Linked DNA regions of Sus scrofa: region 1 is linked to region 2. Evidence: chromatin contacts called from public Hi-C data. All regions are on one chromosome and are shown on one strand. Each heading gives the region's core, a stretch centred on a gene start, on an enhancer-like site or on the middle of the called end of the contact. The rest is flanking DNA. Distances are from core to core; before and after follow the strand shown.

Evidence for each region. Hi-C and Micro-C count contacts between places; a contact is called where the count stands out from the background.
Region 1: a Hi-C map of skeletal muscle shows a contact between it and region 2, with 4 times the contacts expected there. The contact joins the promoter of IGFBP7 here to the promoter of LOC100621115 in region 2. A contact is called at or near these places in 1 of 5 promoter capture datasets (liver), 12 of 47 Hi-C or Micro-C datasets (alveolar macrophages, embryonic fibroblasts, fetal heart ventricle and 8 more) and 1 of 2 datasets of contacts at active chromatin or transcription factors (skeletal muscle).

The regions. Positions count from the first base shown.
Region 1 is chr8:56,356,304-56,361,158 of Sscrofa11.1, forward strand. IGFBP7 (insulin like growth factor binding protein 7) reads right to left here and starts at 1,519. Exons shown (of 5, transcript NM_001163801.1): 1 at 1,005-1,519. The coding sequence starts at 1,479.
Region 2 is chr8:56,229,807-56,234,955 of Sscrofa11.1, forward strand. It overlaps LOC100621115 (nitric oxide-associated protein 1-like), which reads right to left and starts at 2,376. Exons shown (of 7, transcript XR_002346682.1): 1 at 741-2,376. POLR2B (DNA-directed RNA polymerase II subunit RPB2) reads left to right here and starts at 2,924. Exons shown (of 25, transcript XM_003129037.5): 1 at 2,924-3,079. The coding sequence starts at 3,061.

The DNA of each region.
Region 1 (4,855 bases), core at 269-2,768, 130 kb after region 2:
GAAGAACTCTAAAAAAAACCCACAATTATTTGGAAAGCTTGGAGAGAGCCTGAGTGTGTCAAAGAAGCAACTGCTTCTGTCATTTCAGAACTGTCTCCTCTCTCCCTTTTCCACCCTGGCTGGGACCAGGGCCAGGAGCAGGACTGCCAAGGCTGGATTTCTAACTTTCCCTTGAAACTGCTGCCGATGGAAAATGTTATTTCAGACATTAGAATTACAAGCTTGGATTTTGTTTTGTTTTGTTTTTTGTTTGTTTTCGCAAGTCCAGACTCTCTTTATTTTCCTCTTTCATTTATGGCAAGCTTGGACTTGTTTGGAATAAAATAAACGATCAAACATAACCTCAAAGGCATTCCTGCTGAACAGTGCATCCTGGGGAGAAATTACGCAAAAAAGGAACAAGAAAGTAAAACAAAATGGTCATAAAGTTCGAAACATAAACATCACAAAAAACAGTTCTTCAAAGAGTTTGTATTTTTTTTTTTGCCCACAAATAATTAACTAGTTAGATTACTGTTTGAGAATCTCTAACTTCCAGTAAGTGAATTGCTTCCCTTAACATTAGGAAACCAGGACGCCCAATTTTTAAAATTCCTACAATCTAGCCAAGCAAACGCGGGATAAACAACTTCTCTCTGAAAATCCTCCTGTATTTCACCAAACTTCTTTCCCCTATCTCCTGGCTCCATCTCTACACCCAAGCCAAGAAAGAATCATTCGAAAATGGCATCTCCGCATCCCCAACAGAACAGAGGCACCTTCTGGGAGTCGATCTGCCAGCTGAGCTGGGTGAGCTCTGGGGGAGGGAGAGTCTGCGGCATCAGGAAAAACTTTTTTCCTTCTCTGTCTCCAGTCGCCCCGCAAAGCTCTCTTTCCTGACGCACGCCCCAAACCCTCCAAAGAGAAGCCTCGGAAAAGAGAAGGGGAGGGTCACCCACCCTCCCGGCATCCCGCCCCGAGTCCAGGGATGCGCGCGCGGAGCCGTGGGAACCGGCCGTGCTCACCTTGCTCGCAGGTGCCCTTGCTGACCTGGGTGACGGCTTTCTCCCCGCGGCTCTCGGCCCTCAGGCTGGCGGCGCGCAGCTGGCAGCCGCTGGGGTAGGTGACGCCGTCGCTGCCGCACACCGGGTAGCGGCTCTTGCACACGCACACACCGCTTACGCCCGGGCCGCCGGCTGCTGCGCCCGCTTTACCCTTCCGCCTCTTGCGGCTCTTCACGCACTCCATGCCCGGCGCGCAGTGCCCCCTGCCGGCGCCGCCGCCCCCGCACGGCTCGCCCTCGCCGCGCGCGCACACCGGGCAGCAGCCGCACGCGTCGCGGGTCTCGCCCAGCGGGCAGCCCCGCGGGGGCAGGGGCGGGCAGGTGGCCGGCTCGCAGGGGCCGCAGGCGTCCGAAGAGGAGGAAGAGGAGAGGGGCAGCAGCAGGAGCAGCAGCCCGGCGGCGCCCAGCAGCAGGGCGGGCAGCGGCGGCCGCTCCATAACGGGGCGCGGGGCTCAGGGCGGCAGCCGGAGCGCGATTGAGCGGCAGCCTGCGGGCCTGCCTTTTAAGCCCTGCGCCCCGCCCAGCGGCGGGAGCCACACCCCGCGGCGCCTGAGCCCGCACCGCCTCTCCCACGCCCACGCCGCCCTCCCGGATCGCGGGCTCCCGCGCGCCCCTGCTGGCCGCGGGCGGGCATCAGCGGCCGGGCGTCTCAGCCGCTGGGATAGGCGCCCCTTTGGCTGCGGAGGGTGCGCCCCAGCCCTTCCAGGGTCGCCCGCAGTGACAGCAGCCCCTCATGATCTGGTCCCTGACTCTCACAGTCCCGCTAGTCCTAGTTTTTGTCTTTTCTTTGTCTCTTTATGGCCGCACTTGTGGCATATGGAAGTTTCCAGGCTAGGGATCCGATGGGAGCTGCAGCTGCGGGCCTAGGCTATAGATGTGGCAACATGGGATCCTTAATCCACTGAGTCCAGAGATCCAACCCGAGTCCTCATGGATAGTTGTTCAACCCGCTGAGCCACAACGGGAACTCCCGGATATACCCACTTCTCAACAACAGCAAAGTTGAGATGACCCCCTATTTAATCCATTATAGTCGGGGGTGGGGGTGGGGGTCTGGGAGGCCCGAGTACTGAGCACTCTGTTAAAAGAGTTTTGGAAGCTCCATTAAGAATAACGGGCTTTTCAACACCCACGTGAGGGTTTCGTGTCTGCATTGGCCACAGGCCCAGGGTGTCTTGGGTGCGGAGCCGAAAGGACAGGTCTTTGCCAAGCACTCCTATTTTCCAAGTACTCCTATTTTCGCGACCTCGTAACTGCCTCCTCCCGTGTGCTTTCTTATGCCAAGTCAGCTTGTAAGTAGGAGCACTGGAATTCCCTCCAGAGCTGGCAGGTCTTCAGTCCCAGTACACAGTACTGGGCCTCCATCAGACCCCTCTGGAGAACTGAGCACAGCTGGGGGTGCCACTGAGGCCCCTCAAGCGCCTCGATCTTCATCAATCATCCCCGTCAAAGCCTTTTTTTTTTTTTTTTGGTCCAAGAAAAAAGGCTCTTTAAATCCCTCTTATCCAAGCGTTTAGGTTGTTTCTTCTTTTTTCTTTTCTTCTTCTTCTCCTTTTTTTTTTTTTTTTAATGTCCTCACCCGCAGCACATGGAAGTTCCTGGGCCAGGGATTGAATCTGAGCTTCAGCTGCAAACTACACCAACAGCTGTGGCCACATCGGATCTTTTAACCCTTTAACCCTTTAACCCTTTATCCTTGGGCCCTTATGGGGAATGAACTTGAACCTCCGTAGTGACCCAGAGCTGCTGCAGAGGGATTCTTAACTCACTGTGCCAGAGCCAGAACTCCGTCCATTTTTATTAAACATATGACACTGTAGTGTGCATCATTATGCACATGGAATTTTAGTTCTTTGAGGTTTTTTTTTTTTTTTTTTTTTTTGCTTTTCAAGGCCACACCCAGCATATGGGAGTTCCCAGGCTAGGGATCCAATCAGAGCTGCAGCTGCCAGCCTACACCACAGCTCACAGCAACCCAATGAATGCTTAACCCACTGAATGAGTCCAGGGATCATGGACCCCTATCTTCATGGATACTAGTTGGATTCGTTTCCTCTGAGCCACCACAGGAACTCCCCGAGTTCTTTTTCCTTAGCACAAATGCAAGAATTTATAGGATCATTAACTCAGTTGTGGTTCACAATGCCACCAGCAATGGATGGATGTCACTCTCACCAGAGTCTTCCTAGGATAATTATTGTAAATCTTTTTGAAAATTAAATAGTTATAGAATTCAGAGAATAAAAAAGCAGGCACCCTCTTATCTAGAAGAGCTAGCACTGATTCTTTGGCCTCTCCTTAGCATATTCTAGAAAAGTGGCACATGTTAAAGGTCACGTGTTGACATGACAATTGTTTATAAAACAATGAAGCATCTTTACAGCAGAGTTTTTCTAACTATTCTCGCCTCTGTCCCTTGGTGATGGAGTTTACATGATCCGGTATACAGTTCCACGTTGAAAAAAATGCAGAGTGCACTCCACTATTACCCACTCTAATGTTATTAATTCACTGGTCAAGTCACCTCAGTTGATTTCATGTCCCTCTATGGCTGTCATAGTATTGGGATCTCCAGCACCTAAGACAAGTTATTCCTGAGAAAGTACTTTCCCCAAGAGCCCGAGTCAGGACACACCAGCTGGGGCAGAGGCAGTGGAGAGTGAGCAGGCTGGGGAGGCAGCCCTCACAGGTGCTTATCACGTCAGCTCTGGGCCAGCTGGGCTTTGGAGCCAGAGGAAGCCCTCGGGCTCTACGCAGTTCTGTGTATGCGAGGGGTGGGGGCTGGGGGCGGGCAGGGACAGCAGCTGCACCACCAAGTGCTGTACCCCATGGTTTTTTTCAAACCCTGCATGGGAGGCAGCAGTAAGAACAAGGGCATGCGGCCTGATGGGTCCCTTTGGGGAGCAGAAGAACAAACATGGTTTTTAGCACTGGAGGGGGTGTCTGGGCTGCATGTGACAGCACCAATATGGAGGATTCAAGCACAGGAGGAGATGTGGTTATGCAGAAGAAGAAAAGTCAGGCTCCCTGACTTTTTAGGGCCGCACTCGGGGCATATGGAGTTTCCCAGGCTATGGGTCAAATCGGAGCTGTAGTTGTTGGCCTACAACAACAGGTCGTGGCAAATCCAAGCCGTGTCTGTGGCCTACACCACTGGTCATGGCAATACAGGATCCTTAACCCACTGAACAAGGCCAGGAATCAAACCTGAGTCCTCATGGATGCTAGTCAGATTCGTTGACCACTGAACCACAGCAGGAACTCCAGGGAAGTGGCGCTTTACAAAGACACTTGACAGCTCCCTCCTTCCAAGAAAGATGATGTGGTGACCTGTTCAGCTTGAGTTCTGGTGAGACAAAGAGCCTCAATGTGGAGACCAGATATGTTATCTGCAAATAGAGAGAATTCTACTAGATGCCCTTTATTTCTTTTTCTTGCCTAATTGCCCTGGCTGGAGCCTCGTATAATGAGGAATAGAAGTGGTGAGAGGGAGCTTCTTTGCCTTGTTCCTGCTTAGGAGAAAGCTTTCAGTCTTTCCCCATTAAGTAAGATGTTCCCTGTCGGTTTTTCATAGATGGTCTTATTCTGTTGAGGAAATTGCTTTCTATTTCCAGTTTGTTGATTGCTTTTATCATGAATAGGTATTGTATTTTGTCAAATGCATTTTTTGCATCTATTGAGATGATCAATAAAAATGTATTTTATTCTATTGATAGTGTATTACATTAATTGATTTTTGAATGTTAAACCAAATTTGCATTCCTGGGATAAATCCCACCTGGTCATGATCTCTAATCCTGTTTTATATGTTTC
Region 2 (5,149 bases), core at 1,126-3,625:
AGCAGGCTCAGAGATTGGCTAACAGGATCAGCCAGGATTTGAATCCCACATCTACAGGCCTAATCTTTTTCCATCTTCTACATTCTACTAACTAGTGTAAAAGTACTTCTGTGTATCAATCAACCAGCGTACAGGATAGAGAAGTACAGCTTATCAAGCAAAGTTAAATCCTAGTTTCAAAGTAACAAGTAGTTCATTTTGCCAACTGCTAGATACAAACAGGGTCACACAAGGATCCATTTTGCAAGGACTACAGACATCTCCCCCAAATCACACAGTTGACATTTTCCTCAACAAAGCCACACATCACGTTGCATTAGTGAATTATTCAGATATTAAATGTGCACAGTGTACAGATCTCCTGAATAAACTCAAGCAAGACCGGAGCAGAGGAGGGAGGTTTAGAAAGTAAAAGGATTAAACAGAGCAACATACAAAGAACTAAAGCTACGAGGGAAACCTCCGGGAGTACACGGGGCGTTGTCTTCGGGTTGGTCTACAGAGAGACCAGACCACAGACGTACTCCCCTATGTTTGTTGGAAAGTTAGTGCAACATATACCGAATTTCCAAGCGCTAAGCTGACAGGGAAGAGAAATAGGACCCAAGTAGGTAGGGGAGGTTTAAAGGGGAGGCTCCAGCCTCTGGTGGACATGAAGGAAGGAGTGCTAAGTGCTTAACCACCATCAGACCTCTCGCTTTTCGGAAAACCAAGGGGGTGGGCGGCGCCCTAAGTCTCACCAGGCCAAGCGGAGATGGTGGCCCTGTCGATAGCCTCAGCGCCCTTGGCGATGCAGTAATCGGACTCCAGGAGCGTGTTGAAGAGGGTGGACTTGCCAGCGTTGGTGGCGCCAACCAGGTAGACGTCGCCGCGGTAGCGCCAGGAGCGCTGGAGCGCGGAGATCAACTCTTCGACTCCGTAGCCAGTCTTGGCGCTGATGAGCCGCACGTCCCTAAGCACCGCGCGGGACTTGGCCGAGTGGTTCGCCTTCTCCGCCTGGTCCCGCGGCTGCTTCCGGCCGGGGTGTTGGGACCTCCGGGAGCCAGGGGGCGGCAGGAGCCCGACGCGGGCACAGTCGTCCCACAGTCGCTCCCGGATGCGCTGCCGGTATCCGGGGGCGTCCTGGGGCAGCAGGTCCACCTTGTTCCCCAGCACGATCAGCTGCTTGGGGCCCACGAGCGCGGGCAGGTGGCGCAGCAGGGCGTCGGGCAGATCCAGCAGGTCCACCATGTATAACACCAGGGCGGGCTCGGGCCGCCGCAGCGCGGCGCTCACGAGCTCCAGGTACTTCTCGGGACTCACCTGCAGGCGTAGGGCGCGCCGGTGGTGCACCAGCAACCAGCAGCGCTGGCACACCGTCCTCGCCAGCCCGCCGTCCGCCTGCGCCGCCGCGCGGAGGAACTTCTCGCTGGGCAGGTAGCCGGGCACGCCGGGGTCCTGGCAGTGCAGCTCCGCCCCGCATCCCGAACAGTTCAGGCCGCTGGGTGCCACCGTCGGGTCCGGGTGCCCCACGACCGGCTGCGCCCGCTGCACCCGCCGAGCGGCCCGGAGCTTCTGCTGGCGCCGCTCCTCCCGCCGCTGCTGCATCTGTCGTTCGTTCTCTTCTTGCCGCTGCTGCACCTCTCGTAGCTGGTCTTGGAGGGTCGGTGCGGGCTCCGGCTCCGGGATGTACTCGGGGAACAGAAAACTCTCCTCTAGGTCGGCCCTTCCTTCGCTGCCCCCAGTCGCAGTCCGGTACCGAGAACGCCCCCGGCCCAGGGCCCACGGGCGCTGGGATGAAAGGCTGGCCGCACATCTCCTCTCCAGGAGCGCGTCCTGGAGACCAAGGCGCGCGGCCGTGGGAGAGGCTCCCTGCAGGAAGCCGCACAGCAGCCTAGGAGCGAGGCGCGTGGGCAGCATGGAAACGCGGGCGCGGGCCAGGGGCGGGCCACCGGTTTGCCAGGAGCGCGTCCCGGAGACCAAGGCGCCTGGCCGTGGGAGAGCCACCTCGCAGGAGGCCGCACAGCAGCCTAGGAGCGAGGCGCGCGGGCGGCATGGGCACGTGGGCGCGGGCCAAGCGCAGGCCACGGGTTTGCACGCGCACTGCGGCCCCAGCTGCTTGGTAAACCGGAAAAAGCCTGGGACGACCAGAGAGCTGTCATTGGTCAGCGTCGCCCTTCGGCTCCTCCTCCCGATCGCATCTCGTGAGATCTCGCGATGAAGCCGCTGAGGCCCGAGAACCCACCTAAGGCGGAGCTAAAGGCACGGGAGGTCCGGGCTCGGCGGGGTTGGCTAGGTCAGCCAGCGAGTGAGGCTTTGGTCGGGCTTCGGCTGCTGCCTGCAGCTCAGAAATCGCACTTTTTTTTTTTTTTTTTTTTGGTCTTTTTACCATTAGGTTCCCAGGCTAGGGGTTGAATCGGAGCTGTAGCTGCCGGCCTACGCCAGGGCCACAGCAACGCCAGATCCGAGCCGCGTCTGGGACCTACACCACAGCTCACGACAATGCTGGATCCTTAACCCAATGAGCGAGGCCAGGGATCGAACCTGCAACCTCATGGTTCCTAGTCAGATTCGTTAACCACTGAGCCACGACGGGAACTCCAGAAATCGCACTTTTTAAACTTTAACAAAGCTGAGGTATAGTTGATGTACAGAGTAGTCATTTTTCAAAACTTTTTTTAAAGTTTTTGCAACTGAAAAAATAAAGCACAACTACATCCTTTTATTAACAAATCTTATTGTCTCCAGGGGCTACTATTTGTGCAACAACATTGCAAAACAAGACTTCATTCGGTAGCTGTGACGCGGCCCCGCGGGGCAGCCACAGAAGAGTCAACCCCCAAACTGCGCATGTGTAGCACTAACCTTTCGCAGGCCTTAGCCTACTTTCGCGCAGGCGCAAACCTTACGGCGGCTTCTTTGTGGGCGGGGTTTCGCGGGAGCCGCAGGATATTCTGGGAGCGCCGGAAACGGAAATCACTTTGCCTGGCGCTGCGGCCGGGGGGAGCCTGCTGGCGGTGGCTGCTGGCGGTGTCCTGCGTTTCACTTCGAGGATTGGGAGCTCCGGGGTCGTGTGCCAACATGTATGACGCGGACGAGGGTAGGTGACCCTTTAGAACACTGCGCGGCGAACCGTCGGAGGGGGGAAACGTGGGAGCCGGGCGAGTCGAGGGTTTGAGGCCTTCTTCCCCGCCCGCCGCGCGGGGTCCCCAGGCGTTTTCCCCTCCATCCCCGGGCCGGGGACGAACTAGGAGGGTGGACCGGCGGGGAGCGCAGCATTTATAACGTTTGTTGTCTCCACTGGCTGCTTCTGGAAAAGTGACACCCCCATCCGTCCGTATTGAAATAGCAGGCGGCTTCTGCGACCAGTACCGGTGTTTGGGGTTCATCTGAAGCAAAGGGCTCCTCGACTTCCCTTAACGTCAGAGATAGTGGATTTATTGAATAGTCGAATGTTTGAACGTCAGCTTGTGCTGGGCGATGTGCTAGGCTCTGCAAATACAGCCGGTGCAGAGAATACAGGGTGGGAGGGGGGATTGGGCTTGTTTGGCGTCCTTCACTCTGCTTTCCGCTTAAGTAAATTATCTTGAGAGATGACTTTTTTACTCAACAGGGCTAATATATACTCATTTTCTTTTTACATATAGCATCTTTAGTGTGTACCGCTTTTTCGTTATATGTATGTGTGTATGTACATATATGTATTTTTTTCTCTCTTTTTTGGCGGCCCCACGGCATTTGGAGTACCCAGGCCAGGGCTCAGATCCAAGCTGCAGCTAACGAACTAAGCCACGCCTGTGGAAACATTGGATCTTTAATTCACTGTGCTGGACTGGGGATCCAACCTGTGTTCCAGTGCTCCCAAGACGCCTCCAATTCGTTAGGCTACGGTGGGAACTCCTCTAATGCTTCCTCTTCCATTCTCCACAGCTATTGTTTCAAACTTCATTTTCTTCTAGCTCCCAATCTCGTTGACACTCCTCATATTTCTCCTTATTCCCTCAGAGAAAGTTGAAGCAAAAAATTAAACTCTACCGTTTAAGCTTCTGTTTCATTTTTATTCTGCATTTAGAAATTTATTAGCATCATTGTATTCTTTTTTCTTAACTGCTATCTCAGAAAAAAAATTCCGAAAAATATATACCTTTTTCTTTTTAGGACCGAAGCTGTGGCATATGGAAGTTCCCTGGGCTGGGGTTGAATTGAGTTGCAGCTGCTGGCCTACAGCACAACAATGCCAGATCCTAGCTGCATTTGCAACCTATGCCACAGCTTCTGGCAGTGCTGGATCCTCGATGGCCAGGCATTGAACTCACAGCTGCTCTGTTGGGTTCTTAACCCATTGAGCCATGATGGGAACTCCTCAGAAAAGTGTTTTTAGCTAAATTTTTTTTTTTTTCCTGGCCAGCCCAAGGCATGTGCAAGTTCCTGGGCCAGGGATCTAACCTGTGCCACAGCAGTAACTAGAGCCACTTCAGTGACAACATAGGATTCTTAATACCCTGGGCCACCAGGGGACTCCATTAGCTTAATTTTTTGAGTAGGTAATATGTTCTCATTTCTCAAAAATGTTAATTAAGGTCTTATTCTTGTCCAGTGTCTGTCCCTTGTAAGCTTTCCTCACAGTAGCTAACTGGTTTGTTTAGATTTTTGTCTCTAGATGCTTTATGCATTTGCAGGCAAATAGAGAAGGGATTCTCTTCTTCCCTTTTTACAATTAAAAAGTAACATTCACAATTTTCTGCGCTTTTTTTTGACTGCACGTGTGACATGCAGAAGTTCCTATGCCAGGGATCAGACCTCTGCCACAGCAGTGACAACACAGTGTCAGGTCCTTAACCTGATGAGCCACAACAAAAAGTCCCTGCACTTATAAAATTTTGATATATATGCTAGAGGATTTTCATATCAGTACATAGCCAGCATCTTAAACACTTTTATTACTCTCTAATGCCAGATTTTGTGCTTTGGCTACATTGGCCTTTTATTCCTTGAATGTCTTTCACTGTGGAGTTTTGTGTGCACGTCTTTTCTGTTTGGAGTACTTCTTTCTCCTCCCGTCCCACACCCACTCTCTCCTTCTGCCTGGTTTACTCCTGTTTAGTCACACGTGAGGTCTCTCCTAACCTCCTTAGGTCCTGTTTGGGACTGCCCATATTACTTTGTTCTT